Regions from separate parts of the Mus musculus genome. Here all the other regions are linked to region 3. Evidence: chromatin contacts called from public HiChIP or PLAC-seq data. All regions are on one chromosome and are shown on one strand. Each heading gives the region's core, a stretch centred on a gene start, on an enhancer-like site or on the middle of the called end of the contact. The rest is flanking DNA. Distances are from core to core; before and after follow the strand shown.

Region 1 (2,700 bases), core at 76-2,575, 340 kb after region 3:
CTGGGGGCTTCTGTCTGAGCACACAAGAGGGTGAATACACTCTGGCTCTCCGGAATATTTACTACACGAAGGAAAGGGATCACATGGGGCCAGCTTAAATTCTTAGCTAGGGAGGGGCAGGGTCTTTCAAATGCTTACAGTTTTTTAAACGTCCTGTGTCAAAATACAAAATGATAAACCCGCAGTGGTGGTGCACACGCCTTTAATCCTAGCACTTGGGAGGCAGAGTCAGGAGGATTTCTGAGTTTGAGGCCAGCCTGGTCTACAGAGTGAGTTCCAGGAGAGCCAGGGCTACACAGAGAAACCCTGTCTCATAAAACAAACAAAAAAGATTTAAAAAAAAAAAAAAAAGAAAGAAAGAAAAGAAAAGCCCAAACAACAAACCTGAGTGGAGGCACGCCCTCACAGTCCCAGATACTCGGTGGAAAGTTTGAACTTTTTGTCCCAGCCTAATCAATTTTGCTCGTCTCAAAATACAAAGTAAAAGTAAATAAGGCTGGCAATGACTCATTTAGAAGGACTGTGAACTTCCAGGCAGAAGGAGCAGAAATGTCTCCCCCTCACGGGGGTGGGGTGGGGGTGGGGGTGGGGGAGGTGCTGCCGGGTGGTAGCATGCTTATCTAACACTTGGGAGGCCCTGGGCTCCATCCTAAGGAAAGGACAACCAACAACAATCTTAAACTATGCGCATTAAAAGATGTCGGCAACTCCTAAAAGCTGCCTACACGGGTGAGTCACTGTGTCCCGAGTGGGGGGTCTCCCCCTGCCGTGGTCCTGATGGCATTCCACTCCAGTGTCACTCTCCCCCCCCAAAACAAGCCACCTTGCCAGGGAGACTACAGTGCCCCTGGTGTGCCTTAGGGGTAAAATCCACACCAGGCTGCGGCTGGGTCACGAGCGGACGTCCTACCCTAGCGCCTGAAGCCCGGCGTCCCAAGGAGAAGCCGGTGTCGCCACCGTCCGGGACCCTCGCGTGCCTACAGCAGGCCCGGCGTCCCCGCGTCCCGGCGCCGGACTCGAGAGCACCTGCCGCACCCCTCCCAAGTCTCCCCACGAGCGCGTGACCTGCGCCCGGCCCCACCCTCCCGCCGGCCACTCGCGGTCCCCGCTGCCCAGCGGCCGCGACCTGGGCACCGGAGGAAGGGGGGCCTCAGCTCTCCAGGGCCTTGGGCCTGGACCTCGGCGACCCGGTCCTCTGTCACCTCGCCCCGCCCCGTCTTCCCACTGGCGTCACGCACCGACCAGCGGGCCTTCCGCGTCGGTGCGAAGATGGTGAGCTCGGAGCTCTAGGATCCCCCCCCCCCCTCACCAAGCTGCTGCTCCACTGGCCGGGCTTCCCCGGCTTCCGTCTCCCCCTCCAGGCGACAAGCGGTTCAGCAGCTTGCTCCCACCTCGGGCCTGCTTCCTCCTCCAGCGAAGGAAGCGCTACTTAGAATCTAGTCCCTACCAGACAGGCGACTGGATCTGCCCCACCCATGGGGAGGGGCAGAGCTGTACCTCCTCTGGCTTTGTTTGTTTGGTTTTTGGTTTTGTTTTCTTGAGACTAAGTCTATTTATCCAGGAGCTCACTCTGTAGACCAGGCTGGCCTTGAACACACAAGAGATCCACTAGCATCTGCCTCCTGAGGCTGGGATTAAATGCCTGAGCCACCACTCCGTGTCCAACCTCTTTCTGGGTTTCTCTGAGGATTCTGGTCCTAGTGAAAATTAACTCACAAAGCATTTATCAAGTGAAAGTGGAGTTTCAAGGCAGGAGGTCAGCCATCCTAGCTTAACCCATCTATTCTATTTTGGAGTGAGATAATTAACTTTGACAAGCATTGTGCATCTGTTGCGTGCTGGGCTCAACCAAAAAATCAGTAAAGTTCTCGTCAAGGTGACTGCAGAGCCTGGCATGGCCACCTTGGATTGCACTCCCGGGCATGAGGGCTATAGGGCTGAGGGCTCTGCCCCTTAAGCTGGGGGATGCCATGGCCACACTCCTGAAATGCTCAACCCCTCTTTATAGCATGGACTGCAGCCACACTCCTGCCTCTCTAGGGCCAGGCAGGATTGTCCATGAACCAACCCTCCCCTCCAAAAGCCGCAGGGCACACAGAGGCTGGAAACATTTTATTTGGCTATGTAACAGGAGGGATGGAGTGGTGCTAGGGTCAAGGGGGTAGTGTGTGAATTGACGCTCCCACCGATGGGGCTGGGGCATCTTCAAGCCACAGAGGACTTGGCCAGGTCCTTCCACTCAAAACCCTGGTCCATCCTACCCCTCATCTGGCCTCTCATCCGGAGTCTTCTGGGGAGTCCTGCACTCATTGGTAGGATGACAAAGATAGTCTGATCCTGCCTATCTGGTACCAGGCCTGACTTTAAAGCCAAAGCAGAGAGCGTACAGCAGCTGACCACCAGGCTAAGGACTGGCCAGCAGAGCCTTCTATCCTAGATCTGCCTTATGACATCATTAAAGGCAGTCCCCAAGCCTGTCAGATATGTTGTCTGTCCCTGCTCTCCAGGGCCCTTGAGGAGAACAAGGAGAGAGGTCAGGGGTAGAAACAGGTCTAGGCAAGCATGAGAAGTATGGAGACCTGTTGTATCTGCCTATCCTCAGGCACTGCACCCTTAGAGGGGCAGCTTTGCTGGAGAGCTAGAGAGGAGGGTGGCCCAGACATTAGAAACTCCACACACAGGCAGCTGGGGGCAAAGGCT
Region 2 (2,700 bases), core at 142-2,641, 370 kb before region 3:
AACACCAATGGCTCAGGTTGTAAGACAAACTATTAATAAGTGGGAACCTTTGAAGCTGAAAGGCTTCTGTAAGGCAAATATATTGTAAATAAGACAAAACAACAGATAACAGAATGGGAAAAGACCTTCACCAACCCTACATATGACAGTGGGCTACTATCCAAAATATATAAAGTACCCGAGAAGTCAGCCACCAACAAACCAAATAATCAATTTTAAAAATGTGATACAGAGCTAAACAGAATTCTCAACAGAGGTACAACAGTGCACCCACGAGGAAGACCCAGCTCTGCTGTGCTCATGCCATTGAGATTACGTCACTTGCAAGCCCCATATGCAGGGACAGCTCTACTGTGCTGTGAGATGCAGGGCCTGCTGTCTCAGCTGCTAGGAAGGTGAGGATCACAATCAGCTCTGCTGCTCTCATGACTCCCTTGAAGCCAACTCATCTGCCCCCAGCTAGTATCAAGGGACAGTCTCCTGCCACCTTCTGATCCACCTTCCCTTTATCTGCCCAGTTATCAGCTCTCCTTTATTTTACAAATTTAGGTGGGGAGCTGGTTTACAAGAAATCACCTGAGTCAGACTCATTCCTTGTTCACAAATCACAGGAGAATGGAATTAACATCAAATATAATTAGCTCTGGGGCTATTCATAACATTTCCTCCTTTCTGTCCAATTAAAAGACTATTTTATCTCAGATATAATTGAACATAACTATTATTATTTTGTAATTTATAAAGTACTAGAGACCTAACACCCAGTCCATCATCTTTGTTAATTAAACAGAACCTCTGTCATGTATCTTTACTTAAAAGACTTATAATTCTACATCTGCATATATCTTGGCTTTATATTGAATGCCATCTTAAAACCATCCTCTCAGAACTGTTCCTCTCAAAGAAAAAAACCTGGGTTGGCTAGGAGACTACGCAGTTTTTCAACCCCATCAGAAATCCAAGAATGACTGATATTAACTGAAAATATAAAGAAAGCCTAACACAGCTTCCAAAACTTAGCCAATTTACAGAGATCACGGATCACTTGGACAGTCCCTTACTTCAACATGTTGGAGCACTGGTATTCAGCTTATTGCCCCGGGGTCATCTGACAGACTTAGAGAAACAGAAATATTTTTTAATATTTTTTATTAGATATTTTCCCCATTTTCATTTCCAATGCTATCTCAAAAGTCCCCCATACCCTCCCCCCGAGAAACAGAAATATTAAGGAGTAGCTTACTAAGGGGACCCACTTAGCCAACTCAGGTAGCTTACTAGAAAGCTCACTTGAGGAGTGGATCTGGATTAAGGGGCCGGAGGCGGGTCCTGGGCACTAACGGTTTCGACCCCGCACCCCGCCCTCCGCGCCGCACCCGAGTGGCCCCCAGTCGAGCGGGCCCCCACTTCTCGGCCCGACCCAGACCCTTCTGCGCCTCCCTTGGCCTTTGTCCGGCTCCAGGAGGCCGGCCCCGCGCCCCCTGGCAGCCGCCGGTGCCCGAGCACGCATCAGCCTCCTGGCTACATACGCGAGCTCGGGGAATCTGTGGCCTCCGTGACCCCTCTCCCCAGCCCGCCTTGTTGTGGAGCCCGGCGGGGCGGCGACTGCCAGGGCCGGGTTTGCGGCGCTCAGGAGAGGCCCCGGCTCCGCCCCGGGCCTGCACAGGGGGAGAGCGGAGCGGTCAGCAGCCGGGTCGGGTCGGGGCCCCTCCCGAGAGGAGAGTGAAGCGGCAGCGGCGGCAGAAAAGATGGAAGAACTGCATAGCCTGGACCCACGAAGGCAGGAATTACTAGAGGCCAGGTTCACTGGAGTTGGTGTAAGTAAGGGACCACTCAACAGTGTGTCTTCCAACCAGAGTTTGTGCAGCGTGGGGTCCTTGAGTGATAAAGAAGTAGAGACTCCTGAGAAAAAGCAGAATGACCTGCGAAATCGGAAAAGGAAAGCTGAGCCATATGACACTAGCAAGGGAAAGGCACTTCTAGGGGGACATAAACTTAGTGATTCCTTTGAGTTTGCTGGGGGAAGCGGGCCAGGAACCAGCCCTGGCAGAAGTGTTCCACCAGATGCATGATCCTCACGGCAACATTCCTTATCCAATCCCTTACCGCTTCGAGTAGAACCGCCTCTGTATGGTTTAGATGGCAGTGCAGCAAAGGAGGCCTCAGAAGAGCAGTCTGCTCTGCCCACCCTCATGTCAGTGATGTTAGCAAAACTGCGACTTGACACAGAGCAGTTGGCACCACAGGGAGCTGGCCTCTGCTTCACTTTCATCTCTGCTCAACAAAACAGTCCTTCTTCTATGGGTTCCAGTGTTTGAAAGTGACCTGTGATTGTGGAAGCTGCAATGAGGATACTGTCTTTTTGTTGTTGTTTTGTTGTTCTTTGTTTGTTTGTTTGGTTTTTTTTTGTTTGTTTGTTTCTTTGGGTTTTTTTTGTTTTTTTGAGACAGGGTTTCTCTGTATAGCCCTGGCTGTCCTGGAATTCACTTTGTAGACCAGGCTGGCCTTGGACTCATAAATTCCCCTGCCTCTGCCTCCCAAGTGCTGGGATTGAAGGCGTGGGCCACCATTCCCAGCGGTGATAATGTCTTTTCTCCATCACATGTTTATTAGTGCGTGAAGTGTTCAGAGGATTGGCACACCATCACAGAGCATAGATTACTATTGCATCCATACACCTTTGACATCTCTGGCCTATGG
Region 3 (2,700 bases), core at 74-2,573:
AAGCAGATAGCAACATTCCTCCATCCACCCACTTATAAGCTGTGCTTTCAAAGAAAGTCACCTTGACCCACCCCGACAACTCCAGGAACTCACTATGCAAATGTGCTAATGTTATTGAGACTCATACACAGCTGTCTTGACTTTCCACTTTCAACTGGTATTTTTGGTATTTTCCAACAACGCCCTCCCCACCCCCTTGACTTGTGGTTCCTTCCTTTAAATACCCCCTTACCCAGCTACTCTGCATACCACAGTCCTCTAGCATTGCATGGTTTATGACTGTGGGCCTGAGAGCTCTCTTGAAATAAAAGTCCTCTTGCAATTTGCATCAAAACCGTTTCTCCAGTAATTTGGGGTGTTGCCTCTCCTGAGTCAGAACGTGGGAGAGTCCTCACCTTTTGGGTCTTTCAACAGTACTTTATAACGAATATTTTCGAATTCAATCAAATCTGCACTGATCCCCATATGACAAATACCTACAAAGCTCTCTAGGGATGCCTATCCAGTTCCCTGGAGAAAGGGAAACGAAATGGCAAATGGAGGAACAAGGGAGTTAAGAAAGCATGAATGAATTTGAATTTGAGGAGCTTTATTATGGCTTTTGCAAAGACAACCATCCCAATACACAAACTCCAGAGACGGCCAAGGATCTACGGGGTTATTTAAAAAAAAAAAAATCTGGCACCCATAAAATTAATTAAAACATCACCATGAACCCAATTCACAGGATCTCAAACTTCCTGATAATGGTAAGATACCACAACAGAATTGGGAGAGTGGCGGCAGAAAATGCACCCCTGCTCCACATGCCTGCCTTGCTCCTGCCCATTTCCCAGTCCAACAGCTCCTCTGACTTGGAAGGTGACAGGACCAGCTGCTCAATGTCCTAGGAGGCCAGCACAGCAATTGCAGCTTAAAGAAGTTTTCAGGTTCCGCAAACACTGAATTGTGAGAGGGGCGGCAGAAAATGCACCCCTGCTCCACGCCCCTGCCCAGCTCCTGCCCGTTCCCCAGTCCAACAGCTCCTCTGACTTGGAAGGTGACAGGACCAGCTGCTCAATGTCCTAGGAGGGGCAACTGCAGCTTAAGGGAGTTTTCAGGTTCCGCAAACACTGAATTGTGAGAATGGCGGCAGAAAATGCACCCCTGCTCCACACGCCTGCCCAGTTCCTGCCTGTTCCCCAGTCCAACAGCTCCTCTGACCTGGAAGGTGACAGGACCAGCTGCTCAATGTCCTAGGAGGCCAGCACAACAACTGCTGCTTAAGAAAGTTTTCAGGTTCCGCAAATACTAGGCGCTAGTCTCCCTCCATAACTTCCTGATCACGAGGCAGCTGAGATGCAAGAAGAAAGATGAAACCGCGGAACTTCCCTTCATGCTGCCTAGCCCCGCCTTCTGGACCCGCCCAATATTCAGCAGCTTCCTGCAATTCTTCTAAGCCTACCTACTTCGGGACCTTTTAATTAATTAGCTTCCCAATTCTTCACAGCAATGTTTGGTGTTTTGAATTTTTGCTTGCTTGCTTGCTTGCTCGTTCCTTTGCTTTTAATTTGTCTTTTTCTTAAACTCATCTAATCAGGCTGGAGGCCCACCCTCCCCAGCAGGAACCACTCCTCCAACTCTGTTGCAGGCTGCCTTCCACAAAACTTCCCAGGACCTACTCTACACAGCTTCCTCAAAAGGTTGCTGCCAGACTAGACCAGAACTGGATGTAGTAGGACACTGCACCTGGGTTCTGAACCCTTCAGATACAACGCATATTAACTTCTCATATTGTGAGTCTTTTCCTCTGGGCTATAAATGCACACAATTAAGCAGTCCCTTTGAATTCTGATGCTCAGAACAGATACCCAAAACAAACAATAACTTAGATAAAATGTCCTTGGCTCAAACCGCAAACCATATAGGTATCCTATAAGGAGCACAATTTATTTGATATCGAAGACAAAGAATAGAAAACCCACAATCATGATCAAGGACATTAAAGTTTGTAAACCATGTAAATCCACTCACTCAGAGAGAAACGAAATAAATCATGGGCAAGAAAATAATACCAGATTCCTGAAGGAAATGACAATATAAAATATTAAAATTGACTTCAATAAGTGCTTAGAAATGCCAAAAAAAAATCCTGAAAAGAAAATGCAGTAAGGCAAATAAAAATAATACATAGAGAACCTGTGGGAGACAGATTATCAGACTTAAAGAAAAGGTAGAGGAGGTGGATGCCTCAATCAAAGAAAATGATGAATTAAAATGATGTTAGGTCAAGGCACAATATTATTTACTTCTTGAAGGGTGAGACAATAAAGAGAAACTCCTTTGGAAAACTGTCTTGATCTTTGTCAAAAAAAAAAAAGTAAGGAAAGGAAGTAAGGAAGTAAGAAGGAAAGAAAGAAAGAAAGAAAGAAAGAAAGAAAGAAAGAAAGAAAGAAAGAAAGAAAAGAAAGAAAGAAAGGATGAAAGAAAGAAAACTTGAACAAAATTACAATACATACTGCACTGTTTGTTGATAAATGGTTTCCTGATTGTTCCCTGTAACACTCTATGACACCCATGCATATCAGTATAAGCTGGGGAAAGGAGACTCGAGATTTACCCAAGTCTCATTAGACTCTTGCTAGGAAGTCAACTCTTTTCATGATTGTAATGAGTTCCAGGATTCTCATTGACCTCTGAGGTTCAAAACCTGTTGTGATG

Evidence for each region. HiChIP or PLAC-seq counts read pairs in DNA pulled down with a chosen protein or histone mark.
Region 1: a contact with region 3 is called in an H3K27ac HiChIP or PLAC-seq map of regulatory T cells, with 6 times the contacts expected there. The contact joins the promoter of Fbxo6 here to the promoter of Zfp984 in region 3. A contact is called at or near these places in 3 of 115 datasets of contacts at active chromatin or transcription factors (effector CD8 T cells, memory CD8 T cells and regulatory T cells).
Region 2: an H3K27ac HiChIP or PLAC-seq map of embryonic stem cells shows a contact between it and region 3, with 29 times the contacts expected there. The contact joins the promoter of Zfp982 here to the promoter of Zfp984 in region 3. A contact is called at or near these places in 2 of 39 promoter capture datasets (embryonic stem cells and erythroid cells), 4 of 484 Hi-C or Micro-C datasets (the G1E-ER4 cell line, embryonic stem cells and liver), 7 of 115 datasets of contacts at active chromatin or transcription factors (double positive thymocytes, embryonic stem cells and stem cell-derived neural progenitor cells) and 3 of 9 other capture datasets (adipose tissue, embryonic stem cells and liver).

Annotation. Positions count from the first base shown.
Region 1 is chr4:148,150,704-148,153,403 of GRCm38.p6, forward strand. Fbxo6 (F-box protein 6) reads right to left here and starts at 1,326. Exons shown (of 6, transcript NM_001163706.1): 1 at 1,239-1,326. Fbxo44 (F-box protein 44) reads right to left here. Exons shown (of 6, transcript NM_173401.5): 6 at 2,096-2,700.
Region 2 is chr4:147,441,723-147,444,422 of GRCm38.p6, forward strand. Zfp982 (zinc finger protein 982) reads left to right here and starts at 1,392. Exons shown (of 5, transcript NM_001371348.1): 1 at 1,392-1,817. It also overlaps the pseudogene Gm13161 and the pseudogene Vmn2r-ps19.
Region 3 is chr4:147,808,465-147,811,164 of GRCm38.p6, forward strand. It overlaps Zfp984 (zinc finger protein 984), which reads right to left and starts at 1,324. Exons shown (of 6, transcript NM_001127189.3): 1 at 1,204-1,324.